Regions from separate parts of the Sus scrofa genome. Here all the other regions are linked to region 3. A link is a contact called in public HiChIP or PLAC-seq data. All regions are on one chromosome and are shown on one strand. Each heading gives the region's core, a stretch centred on a gene start, on an enhancer-like site or on the middle of the called end of the contact. The rest is flanking DNA. Distances are from core to core; before and after follow the strand shown. Region 1 holds the start of CNR2 (cannabinoid receptor 2). Region 2 holds the start of PNRC2 (proline rich nuclear receptor coactivator 2). Region 3 holds the start of ID3 (inhibitor of DNA binding 3, HLH protein).

Region 1 (4,191 bases), core at 858-3,357, 270 kb before region 3:
GGTTAAGGATCTGCTGTTTTCACTGCTATAACTCGGGTCACTGCCATGGCTCGAGTTTGATCCCTGGCCCGTGAACTTCCACAGGCGACGGGCACAGCCAAAAAAGAAAGAAAAAAAAATTTGAGGTCAGAAAAAGAAAGTGACCAGACACTGGAGATCCTCCCCAAACAAGAATTTAAACCTAGGCCTAGCTCAATTCCAGAGACTATGCCCAAACCACTGCACCATGCTGGAGAACCTTGTGGCCCCTTACTTTCGGCTTCTGCTCCCACTAAGTACACAAGACTCTCTGTCTCATTGAATGCTTACCAACATCACTGTCAGTTTCCTTTTCCTTTTTGCCCAATTTGTTAAGTGAATCACCATGTTTTAAGCCTGCCTTATGCAGCCATCTAAAAGGATGCTTGGAGTAAAAATTTGTAAATATACACAAATACATGTCCACTTAAATATCACCACCAATATCTGCATTTAGTAAATTAAGATAATGGTATGTCAGGTTTTTAAAAGCAGAAAATAGCAACAGTTTGATGAGAATATCTCACATTGCTTGCCAGAGCATTTTGTTCTCATTGTCCCAAATTAATTCAGGCGCCAGCATCTATGTTGGAAACTGAGTCATCTGAACAGTTCAGAGGGCCTAGATGTTACTGAAGCTGCCTCCTTGAGGCTTGACGGGAGAGATACCGCCCAGGAAGTTTCATTCTTCAATCAGGCCCCAAGTGTGGTGGTGCTCTGGGCCCAACCATGGGCAGATGCATCCAGTAGATGGCAGCATCTCACAGAACAAGGACTGGGGAAGCCGACTGTCCGCTAGGAACTGAGAAAACTGACGCCTGACCATCCCATGCAGGTGCAACTAAGCTCCCGTGGGGAAAAGGAGAACAGACTTCCTGTGTGGGTCCCATCAGCCCTACCCAGGGTACCCAGGAGACTTGGAGATTCTGGACCAACTGAGCAAAAAGGGCCCTTAACCATCATCTTGTCTAGTGCTGCCGAATATGTGTCCAAGGACCAACAGAATCACCTGGGAACTTGTTAAGAATTCAGATTCCCGGGTCTCGCCCCACAATACTTTGGTCAGAAACTTGGGGTGGTGTGGGCCAGCAATCTGTTCTCACAAGCCCTTCAGGTGATTCAGATCCATTGGACGTTGCAGAAGCACCTATCATTTTAGGAGTAGGGAAATCGAGGCCAAAGGAAGTAACTTATCACATAGCCAGGCAGTGGCAGAACCACCCTGGAACCCAGATTCCCAGATTCCCAGTCCTTTTCTTTCTTTCTTTTTTTTTTTTTTTTGTCTTTTTAGGGCCATATCTGCAGCATATGGAAGTTCCCACGTTAGGGGTCAAATCAGAGCTATAGCTGCTGGCCTACACCACAGCCACAGCAACGCCAGATCCAAGCGGCACCTGCGACCTACACCATAACTCATGCAATGCCAGATCATTAACCCACTGAGCGAGGCCAAGGATCAAACCCACATCCTCATGGATACGAGTCGGGTTCTTAACCCACGGAGCCACCAGGGGAACTCCCCTACACAGTATTTTTAAAGATTTGACTTTGTGGGCAACCTTCTAAGACTGGAAGCCACTACATAAAAGTCAGGATTTCTAGTCTCGGAAAATGTGGCCCATCTTTCAAATGCTTTGACCATTGGCAATTGGGCCTGCACTCCCCAGGGGCTAGGCTTCCCTGGAGCTGAGAGGGGTGTTCCCCATTCCCCACAGCCTGCACCACTCCCTGGTGCCCCACACCGGCACTCTTCACCCATTTATGTTATCTGCCTGGTGCCTGAATGCATCTGGTTCAAAGCTCTGATCTGGAGGGGTAGAGGCATTCGTATGGAATGTCATTCTAGGTGATCTGTACCAGGCTAGTGCCTTATCCCCATTTTACAGATGAAGAAATTAAGGTTTAGGGAGGTTAAGTGAATTGCTTAAGGTCATAAGAACTGGCTGGATTAGAACCCAAATCCCGCAGCTCCAAGGACAATACCCTGGTCAGAGATCCCCATGAAAAACAGTTCAACTCCAAGGGCAAGAACGTTGTGGCACTGGGGACCCAGAGGGGAAGTTGTGACAGGGACGGAAGGCCACACTCACTCATCTGTGAGAAAGCAAAAGCAAGAGACAGCTGGTTTGGGGGCAGCAGTCCAACAGGAGCTCTGGCTGGGCCCTAGGGCCAGGCTTTAGCCACACAACTGCCAGGACTCCTCAACACCCAGCAGGGTCAGGGAGCTCAGCCACAAACAACGGTGAGTAGTTTTTCTTGCTGTTTTATTTTTTTTTTTATTTTTTTTTTTTTTTTTTTGTCTTTTTGTTGTTGTTGTTGCTATTTCTTGGGCCGCTCCTGCGGCATATGGAGGTTCCCAGGCTAGGGGTCGAATTAGAGCTGTAGCCACTGGCCTACGCCACAGCCACAGCAACTTGGGATCTGAGTTGCATCTGCAACCTACACCACAGCTCACGGCAACGCCAGATCGTTAACCCACTGAGCAAGGGCAGGGACCGAACCCGCAACCTCATGGTTCCTAGTCGGATTCGTTAACCACTGCGCCACGACGGGAACTCCCTCTTGCTGTTTTATTTGGGGATCCTTCCTCATTGCAGAAAACCTGTGTTCTTAACTTACCCCTTCCCTCCAGGGTTGGGAGAAGCTGGGTGGGCCTGCCAGGGGCCAGGAGATGGATGTCCCGTGAGGCCTCCTGAGGTTTTTGAGGGCCAGCACTGGAAGGCACAGGGCTGGTCCAATCCCTACCTTCAGACAGGTCAAGAATCAGCCCTCGGCTTTCATGTCTATCAAAGTTAGGATAGAAGGTGATGCTCACAGCCCGCAGACAGCCTCACATGTGCCAGGTGCTACTCTAAGGGCCTTTCATGATTAAATTTATTTAATCCTCACAACTGTCTACAGTAGGTGCTATTATCATTCCCCGCTCGGCAGACGGGGCCTCAGCTACTTACCTGATGTTACAAGGGCATGAAGTGAGGGTGCTGGGCTTGCACTTCGGCATCTGGCTCCACAGCTTACTTACTCTTTGACCACAAGGCTATCCTGCCTTACAAGGTACAGGCTTGAATAGCAGGTGGTGGCCAGGAAAGAACCCCAAAAGACTAGGGCTCGAAGAGATCACCTGGTGAGTCCTGGCCTTCATTTTACAGATGGGGAAACTGAGGCACAGAGAGACACGGATTGCCCAGTTGGGGCATCTCGGTAGTGTAATGTGGTCTAGTCCACGCTAGACTCAGAAGACCAGGGTCCACTTCCCTGGAGGTTCCACTCAGGGAACAGTAGTGCTGACACATGTGCACTGGGGCCAGTGTCTGGGTGTGAACCCCAGGGCTGCCTCTAGTAACCCTAGGGCCTTAGACAAATCACGCCACTTCTCTTCCAAGAAAACCTGGGCCCGAGACCATCACTCAGGCTCATGGAGGGTTGACTGGATGACGCTGGCTCCGGGATGGGGGTACCTGCATTGGGAGTGGCTGCAGAGGAGATTCTGTTCTTCACCCCACCTGCCTTTGCTCTGGATTGGAGATGAGGATAGATAAGGCCACAGGCTGTTTTGCCCTAGTATGGGTGGCATGCAGACATCTTCCAGGCATGAAGACCAGGATTGAGTTGGAGGAGGGGCTAGGGAGGAATTGGGGGAGGCCCCGGGAGATGGCATGGGCCTCAGCCAGTGAAGCAGGTCCTTTACCTTTTGGTTGGTTAACGCCAGTTTAGGGTGGGGAAATGGCAGCCCAGCTCAGCTGAGCAGAGCCCTCCAGCACCAGTCTCTTCTCTTCCCTCCTCATCTCACTGCATCTTCTCATTTTACCCCATGCTCTCGGATGTGTACAAGACATTCTTTTGTTCATTTTTATTAAAGAATGTTCAATAGGACTCTGAGCCCTCATCCTACTGGGCTGGTCAGAAGTTGAATCTGGAGTTCCCATCATGGCATAGTGGAAGCAAATCCAACTAGGAACCATGAGGTTGCGGGTTCGATCCCTGGCCTCACTCAGTGGATTAAGGATCCGGTGTTGCCGTGAGCTGTGGTGTGGGTCACAGATGCAGCTCGGATCTGGCATTGCTGTGGCCCTGGTGTAGGCCTGCAGCAACAGCTCCAATTAGACCCCTAGCCTGAGAATCTCCATATGCCATGGGGGTGGCCCTAAAAAGGACAAAAAGACAAAAAAAAAA
Region 2 (4,373 bases), core at 390-2,889, 300 kb before region 3:
GCTGTTGTTGGTTCTTACTAACATTTCTAGATTGAGGGGCTGGAATGTTATACCTCTCTCCACCACCCATCTTCAGCTTCTTTGTCACCTGTAAGCAAATGGAAACAAAATGCTAAGTAAAATTCCACTTAAGATAGTTTAAAACTTTAAAAAAACTTCAGTAGTCACAACTTGTAACCCCAGAAACCTTGGTGAAGACTCAAAGATGTGCTATTCAGCTGCTTTTTACTTAATTACAATGCCCACACTTCATATGCACAGCCTTTGTTACTTCTTGAGAAAAATGAACTTACAAATTGGTATGATCCTCTACTTAAACAGTTTAGGATGAGTCCATAAAAATGTCTGCCCCATTTCAACATGAAGTCTTGGATACCTTTCAGTCTGCTTTTCAGATTGCAGGATTTCCACCACCTGTCCTCTTCCTTGCCGCCAAGCCCAGGATAAGAGATGTTGCTTTCTGACAGATCCTTTCCTTTGTCTCAATACAGAAGTTTTCATGGGCCGATCTGCTGAGTTCAGCCTAGGAACTGAGGCCAACATCTGAGTCTCCTCAGCACACAACCTTGAGAGAAGTCCTAGCTAAAAAGCAAAGATTTCTAAATTATTTCACGTGTTAAACAGGAGAAAGCGATCATTTATTATTTGCTACAGAAATAGTTAAATGGCTACTTCCTAATTAAAAGGCAGAAAATAATGTCTCTAAAGATGGCTTTGACCTTAGAACTGTCATCATCTAAGAACTCTTCTAAGCCTTGAGATCCAGGAACTCATAAGGAATTGGGGAAGGGTGTCCGCCAGACCTCTCAATAAGTTGTATCTTTTTTCTAGGAACTTTTCAGATTCTCACACGGATTCTGTGACCAAAACCAGTCAAACCACAGAAGCATTAACTTTCACAGCCATGCCAAGAAATGGGCTTAAACTGTGTTTCCTAAAGAAGCTATGTTTTTAAAGTCTCACCATTACTTTCCAATCTTTGCACACATTACACATCCGTTTCCACAAAGCCTCCTCTCCAAACAGGTTTACGTGATGCAGCGTTTCCTTTAGTTTTGAACTCTTGACTCCTCCCCATTTTAAAAGAAGTTCCACAAGCCATAACTGAAGTCACTGTCCCATCTAATATGTATGAAAATGCCTATCAGGAACATTAAACATTCAAGATTTCGTTTGCTATTCCAAGAAACCAAGTCACCATATAAATAATAAGCCCTCTTTTTTTTGAAAGAGCGAGAGGCCCTTCCAGACTATTTTAACAGCCCTAAAGAAACTACGAATTCCCGGATCGTGAGTCATTCCCAACAAGAGCCTGGAAAGTTCGGCTCTTCCGATGTGGCTGGGTTTCCGAGCCGCTCCGCGTTGCTCGGGCCCGGCCGGGGAACCCGGTCTTCCCCGCCGCCTGCGCCCGCCGGGCACTGGATCTGACTTCCTACCCCCAACAATGGGGAGCGCGGCCGCCAACATGGCCGCGCCCGCCACTCACCGACTTCAAGCTCGGGACTACGACAGCGGCGGATCCTGCTCGGCGTCGAAGCCCCCCTCCCCTTCCAGGGAGAGACGAGGCACGGAACGAGCGAAGCCAACGGGCACCGACGAGCCTGCTGCAGGCCACCTTAACGTCCCGGCCGACCTCCTCCTTCTGCCTCTACCGACAAAATGGAGGCGACAGTGAGCGCAGAAGCTGGGCCGGGAAGCGCGGCGGCCAATCAAAACACGCTTTCGCGCGGCCCGGCCAATGACACGCGGGCCGCCGCCTGTTGCTGGGGCCCGACGGGGCCGAGGGAGGGGAGGTGGCTGTGGCCGAGGGTTTCAAATACTCCTCGAGAAGAGCATGTCGGGAAAGACCGCTGCGGGCCCCGGCTGCCGCCCTTTCTCGGGCCCCCGAGTGACACCAGCCCCTTCCGGGAGAAGCCCACCAGGCCCCGTCCGACACCCCAAGTCGCGGCCAGCACCAGCCCCTCGCGCCGATTCCAGGGTCCGAGAGCCGCGCGCAAGCGGCTCCGGGGAGAAGGGCGTCGGCCGCCCACTGGAACAGCGGCTTCCTCCCGCGCTGTCCGGCCAGTGGGTCCCGTGGCACTCGGAACCAAGTGGGTTCCGGGCCATGGGGAGTCACTGGAGGGGGCGTTGAGTTCCCGAGTTAAGTTCACTGAGCCGAGTAACCGATCTCTTACACATGGAAGATACTGATCAAAGTTGCTTTCCGAGGCTGGCCCCTGGCCACTTAGTCCAGACACTCCTCCCTCTCTGTTTCTCGGTCACGCCAGCGCCCCAGCTTGCGGTTCCTTCCCGCCCCCCTGGCCCCCAGCCTCGAAATTCTAAGAAGCTACCTCTTCTGTGAAGGCGTTTCCGACGCACGTGCGGGTCAAGTTAATCAGTTCCTCCTTTGTGTCTGACTGGTCTTGAACTTCAATCACACTATGTGGTAGCTACTTGTCCGCGAGTTCCCGCGCACACATCCTCCGGGTGGGGTTGGGCAGGGGGCAAAGCAGGGTTTCGTTTCTCTGAACACAGAGTACGTTGTAAGTGCCCCAAGAAGAGTTTGTTGAGAGGAGAGTTCCCTTACTTATAACCCTTTCTGCAGTGTGTAAATAAAGGGAGGAGAAAAGAGTTAAGTTCGTTTGCCAGTGAGGTGCAGCAAAGAGGAAAAGGACAACTTCTTGGGAATAAATGGATAAGCAACCCAAGGCTCGTATTTTAAAAGAGAACAACAGTTTCTATGAACATAGGAGTTTTTTGGTTTGTTGGTTGGTTTTGCCACCTCATGGGGTCAGATCCAAGCCTTTAACCAGATCCATTAACCCACTGTATCCAGCTGGGGATCCAACCTGCATCCTGGCAATGCAGAGACAGCCTGCCCATCCCCTTGGGCCATAGCAGGAACTCCCTGGGCTTTTTCTGTTGGCCTTGCCCTCTAGTATGTGGAAGTTCCCCTGGCCAAGGATCAAACCTGCTCCATAGCAGTGACCCTAGCTGCTGCAGTGACAAGGCAGGATTTTTTGTTTGTTTTTTAGTCTTGTCTTTTTCCTGCCGCACCTTAGGCTAATGGAGGTCCCCAGGCAAGGGGTCAAATCAGAGCTGTAGCTGCCGGCCTACACCACAGCCACAGCAGTGCCAGATCCCTGGGGCTACACCACAGCTCACCTTAACCCACTGAGTGAGGCCAGGGTCAGACCTGTGTCCTCATGGATACTAGTCAGATTCGTTTCTGCTGAGCCATGACAGGAACTCCAAGGCAGAATTTTTAATATGCTGCACCACAAGAGAACTCCCATATGAGCATTTTTGTCACAGGATTTATATATGCTTTTAATAAGTCCCACATAATTAGTCTTATTAGCTTCAGTTTTTCTGCTACCATCATCTCCCACCCCCAGGTTCTCTAGCCATGGACTTTAATAAGATTTCTTGGTTTTTGTTTTTGTTTGTTTAATTTAGGGCTGCATCTGCAGCATATGAAAGTTCCTAGGCTAGGGATGCGAATCAGAGCTGCGGTCTACACCACAGCTACAGCAAACGCAGGATCCAAGCCAAGCCTGCAACCTTAAGACTTCTTAAGAAAACCACTTAAGCAACTGCATTTTAAAAGAGGAGTTTGTTAATCAAATTAATTTGGTGAAACGTGTAGAAGAGAAGAAATATTTTTGAGCGTGGGACTTTGTGATGGTAATTATTATAGTCAAATTAGATGTATACAGTAAACAACTGCTAAATTACTAAAAGTATAATCTATTTCCTAAAAATTGAAGAAGCTGCTTTAGACATCTGGCCAGATTATAGCCAAGCTGTATTTAATGGATTCAAGACAGAAAAGACCCTTGCAATGTATTTTTAATATTGTGGTTTGTAAAATGAACAGTCTAGCTTCAGTCTAGGCACTTTCTTTTCCCTAATTCTTTTTTATTATCATTTTCCAAATATCTTTCAAAGTAGTCCCTCCTACACTTTCCCCTCTCTCTCCTTTCTACCTTCATGGATCTGATTGTGTTACTTTTTTAAAAATTTTTATTGTGCGTGTGTGTTTTAAACAACAACACTTCACTGGCCTCGAATTGTATTACAGAATTAAATTGCTCTCCAAATCTTTTTGGTTTTTCTGGGTTTTTTTTGGCCACCCTGAGGCACATGGAGTTCCCTGGCCAGGGGTCAGATCCGAGCTGCACTTGCAACCTATGCCACAGCTGCAGCTTAAACTGCTGCAGAGACACCACAGACCCCATTGCATCACAGCAGGAACTCCAATCGCTCTTGAAATCTTATATGTAGAAACACACAGGCAGTGGACTGGATGCTTACAAACACACACATGATGTATTGGATACTTACTCCGCCTCTCTTTGCCTTATGCCAAATAGTTTTGCTTGCATCATTTA
Region 3 (4,232 bases), core at 463-2,962:
TTTGGGGGCACAGAGCCCTGTGGTATGATGGCAAAGAACAAGACTTCAAGTCTGGCTCTGCCATTACTGGTGGTGTGGTGGTGTGAACTTGGAAATATTTTATAGCTCCTTTCTGAACTTCACCATCCCATACCTGCCTGTCCAAATTTCAGAAAGGGTTAGACCTCCCTTTATGAGTTGGAAAGCTTTTTAAATAATCACTTCGCATCATCTCCCCATTTTATTCACAAGGCAACTAAACAAAACCCAGAGTACCTGGGCTTGTTCAAGATCACATCACAAATGAGTGGCAAGCTAGGATGTTGAATCTAGGACTCCTAATTCCCCATCTAGTGTCCTTTTTACTATGGTTATTTTGAGACTCTCCTCACTCTGAGCTCCCATTGTCCTGTTAATCAGTGCCACATACTATAAGAACTCTTAATGGTTTCCTGTGTTAATCTTGTCTCCCCAAATTGTGAGATTCTTGAGAGCAGGAGCCACTGTTTTATGTGGAGTGACTCCATAAATATTTACCAACTAATTGATTAAGGAAGCAACCATTGGGGGCATCCCACTTGGTCAGTTCCGAGATGGAAACCAGTATTTCCATGCTTCAGATTCCCCAAAAGTCCAGAGACATAACAAGAAGACAAAAAAAGAAAACCTAATACAATGTCCTGTTGCAATAGGAGGCTTACTTGCCTGTCTGCTGGTCCTTTCCTGGGCTTTCTGATAGAGCTGGAGCCATTTCAGCAAGACTAAGAATAATCAAGTCCAGGTGGCCTGCCCTTCCATAGCAGAAAAGCAGTCGGGTGATGAAATTACTAAACTATTGTTTTCTGCATAGAGATGTGGAGAATAGGGAGAAAGGAGAGGGTTAAAAGAGATTCACTGACCCAGTGGGAGCTCCTAAAAAGGTTATCTAGAAGTCATTCCTCTGTCACCCCATATTCAAAACTCTGTCCAAAATTCTAATCAAACTCACTTCCAAAACATAACTGGCATGTATCTGGCTCCTTATGGAGTGCATAGGGCCAGAGAGTGGGAGCCCTTTCCTTCCCCACGGAAAAATCACGAATTCAGGCTGCTTTCTTCTTCTTTTTTTTCTCTTCCTCCCTTGCTCGAATAAATAGTGTTCTTTGCTCAAACCCCCTTCCCCCCCTCTTTCTGCAATCTCAGCGCCTAGCTCAAATCTGTTTTCTTCATTGTAACCTCAGCTTCACCGCAATTAATTTTTTCCCCCTCTGGTCACAAGATAATTCCTGACGCCAGTGAGTCTGGAGGTCAGACGAACAGCAAATTGGGGAACAAGGCGGCACTAATTCCTTACAAGTTTCCCTTGAAAAATCTTTTGCTTAAAAAAAAAAAAATCTTCTTTGCTGTTCGGATTTATGACCTCGGAGGACTGTGGGTTCGAACCAGTGTGGGGCTGTGGGTGGACTGGCAGGGGAGCTCTAAGATCTGGGGCGCTGCCAGGAAAAGGCAAATTCTTGAAGTTAATGGTTTTAAGCGATTTTTAAAACCCTTGCTGGCAAAGAGGCCCGCCTCTCTTCAGTATCAGCGCTTCCTCATTCTTTGAACCCGCTGCTCCGCGGTATTCGGCGTCAGATCTGCCAGAGGAAGCCTGTTTGCAATTTAACCGGGTTGTGAACGCCCAGGGTTGGCAGAGGCGGGGCCGAAGCAGGCTGTTTTGCATAAAGGGGCGTGTCTCCCAGGCGGGCTCTATAAATGCAGACATCGGCGCGTGTACGCGCATTGCAAGCTGTTTAAGGGGTTCTTTGGGTTTTTTCTTCTTTTCTGTACTTCCAGTCTCATTCCTCAGTATGAAGGCGCTGAGCCCTGTCCGCGGCTGCTACGAGGCGGTGTGCTGCCTATCGGAACGCAGCCTGGCCATCGCGCGGGGCCGCGGCAAGGGTCCAGCAGCTGAGGAGCCCTGAGCCTGCTTGATGACATGAACCACTGCTACTCGCGTCTCCGGGAACTGGTACCCGGAGTCCCGCGAGGCACTCAGCTTAGCCAGGTGGAAATCCTGCAGCGCGTCATCGACTACATCCTCGACCTGCAGGTGGTCCTGGCCGAGCCCGCTCCCGGACCCCCAGACGGCCCGCATCTTCCCATCCAGGTGCGCGTGGGCGTGCTCGGGAGCCGGGGCGGGGCTCAGCTGAGCTCCAGGGCAGGGATACGGCGGGACCCCGAGAACTTCCAAGTGCCATGCCTTAACTCTCTCCTCTTTTCCTCTTGTCAGACAGCCGAGCTCGCTCCGGAACTTGTGATCTCCAATGACCAAACGACCTTCTGCCACTGACCTGGCGGTCCTGGTGCTTCCAGGTGAGTGTCCACGCCTTCTCCCTGGGGCGGGGGAAGCGGCTCGTGCTTAAACGGCAAATCCTGGAGTTAGTAGGCCTTTTGCGGGATTACTAACCACTCGGTTTAGGGAAATCGAGGCCAGAGCGGTGCAAGCGACTTGCCCGTGGTCCCATCAAATGAATGACGGAACCAGTTCCCATCCAGTGTCCGTTTCAACCTGAAACGCACGTTGTCCCTGGCCTTACCCATGGCCAAAGACGCGCGAAAATAGGCGCAGTGCCGACTAAATAAAATAGCTAGTCTGTTTGTAGCTTGGAGTGGTAAAAGGAGCGATGTTTTCTTCAGCCCCCTCCTAATTAGTGCCAATTCCAAAAGGGAGGGGTGGTGCAAGCTCGCCTGTGGTCCTTTGGCGCCAACTGGGTCGGGGGGGAGCGTGGGGCGCGGAGTTATCAGCTGGAGGTAGAGACCAAGTTTCCTCCCTGGCGCCGGCCAGTCTGCGGACGGCCCCCGCCTCGGCGCGCTCGGCGGAAACTGACGGCTCCCTGGTCTTCTTTCCTCCCCCGCCCAGAACGCAGGTGCTGGCGCTGGTTCCGCCTGGGACCCTGGGACCCTCTACGGCCGGAAGTCCTAGGGCATGGATGGGCCCCAACTTTGTCGTGCCCACTTGACTTCCCCAAATCCCTGCCTCGAGGCTGGACCTGCGCCCGGGAGCGAAGGACTGTGAACTTGGGTGGCCTAAAAAGCCAGAGCTAGCTCTGGCACCAGCTGGGCGGCCTCCCGCAGCCTCCACCCCACCCCCAAGTTTTAAAGACTGTCTTTCAGTGTGTGGAGGTGTAGGGGGGTGGTGGCTACACTCCAAACTCTGCCAAGGCAGCGGTAGAGCTGGTCTTCTGGTCTCGGAGAAAGGCTCTGTTGCCCTGATTATGAACTCTATAATAGAGTATTTAGCTTTTGTACCTTTTTTGCAGGAAGGTGACTTTCTGTAACCATGCGATGTATATTAAACTTTTTATAAAAGTTAACATTTTGCATAATAAACGGTTTTTAAACACTTGTGTCTATAATTTGATTCATTAAGTGCTAACACTTTCTCACAAGGGTGAATTTAGGGAGAAATAAATTAATGTCTTTCTTGGAGCTTGGGAAAAGTAAACTTGCCTATTCCCTTAAAAGGGAGATGAGGGAATACCCAGCTAAGACTGGTGGGTAAGAGGGGGGAGTAAAGAGGGCTCATAATGGAGCCCCACATCCACTGGGTGCAGAGGAGACACTTGCCCTGTCCCCTCCTTTTACAGATGAGGGAAGACTGGAGAGAGTAGGTGACTGGCGCGAGCTCACCAGCAAGTTAGGGGCTCAGGGTCTCAGCTCTTAAGGTCCCTTGATAGTTGTTTTGCTAACTAGCAGGTGGCTATCCTCAATGGCATTAATTATTCATAATGTCTTTCTAGCAGAGGATGTGGAAGAGGAGCCTCACCTGGTACACAGACAGGGGTGGTGGTTGATAGACCCGTTTCAGAGATGAGTAAACAGATCATTGGGGCTGGTTTCATTTTCCTCCTCATATTCTCTGGTTTAGCCTCCTTTTGGGATTCCAAAGTTGGACAAAATAGGAGAGGGGTCTCTTCCCTCAAATCCCCAGTCACTCTGATCAGAAGGAGTTTGGTTGGGAAATATGGGAACCAATCCCTCTACTACCAGTTAGATGGAGACTCTAACCCTAGACTAGGAATCTAAGAAAGAGGCCTTAACAGCCCTCACATCTGGTACTTCCTTCCCATCACACCTCCAGTAGGAACCTACTCTAAGCATCTTTAGCCCTGTTTCAGAAATGGAGATATTGGGGCTCAGTGGATAATGGGTCTGAACCAGATTTGCATAGCCCTCTGAGAGGCAGAGATGGGATTTTTGGCTTCTTTTTTTTTTAGGGTCACACCCACAGCATA

The links. HiChIP or PLAC-seq counts read pairs in DNA pulled down with a chosen protein or histone mark.
Region 1: an H3K27ac HiChIP or PLAC-seq map of skeletal muscle shows a contact between it and region 3, with 4 times the contacts expected there. The contact joins the promoter of CNR2 here to the promoter of ID3 in region 3. A contact is called at or near these places in 2 of 47 Hi-C or Micro-C datasets (epiblast stem cells and skeletal muscle) and 2 of 2 datasets of contacts at active chromatin or transcription factors (alveolar macrophages and skeletal muscle).
Region 2: a contact with region 3 is called in an H3K27ac HiChIP or PLAC-seq map of alveolar macrophages. The contact joins the promoter of PNRC2 here to the promoter of ID3 in region 3. A contact is called at or near these places in 3 of 47 Hi-C or Micro-C datasets (heart right ventricle, liver and skeletal muscle) and 1 of 2 datasets of contacts at active chromatin or transcription factors (alveolar macrophages).

The regions. Positions count from the first base shown.
Region 1 is chr6:81,690,466-81,694,656 of Sscrofa11.1, reverse strand. CNR2 (cannabinoid receptor 2) reads left to right here and starts at 2,107. Exons shown (of 2, transcript XM_021095532.1): 1 at 2,107-2,260.
Region 2 is chr6:81,720,192-81,724,564 of Sscrofa11.1, reverse strand. PNRC2 (proline rich nuclear receptor coactivator 2) reads right to left here and starts at 1,639. Exons shown (of 3, transcript NM_001244508.1): 1 at 1,487-1,639; 2 at 377-582; 3 at 1-88. The coding sequence starts at 70.
Region 3 is chr6:81,421,649-81,425,880 of Sscrofa11.1, reverse strand. It overlaps ID3 (inhibitor of DNA binding 3, HLH protein), which reads left to right and starts at 1,712. Exons shown (of 4, transcript NM_001243602.1): 1 at 1,712-1,913; 2 at 1,916-2,104; 3 at 2,228-2,310; 4 at 2,858-3,340. The coding sequence starts at 1,806. The coding sequence ends at 2,287.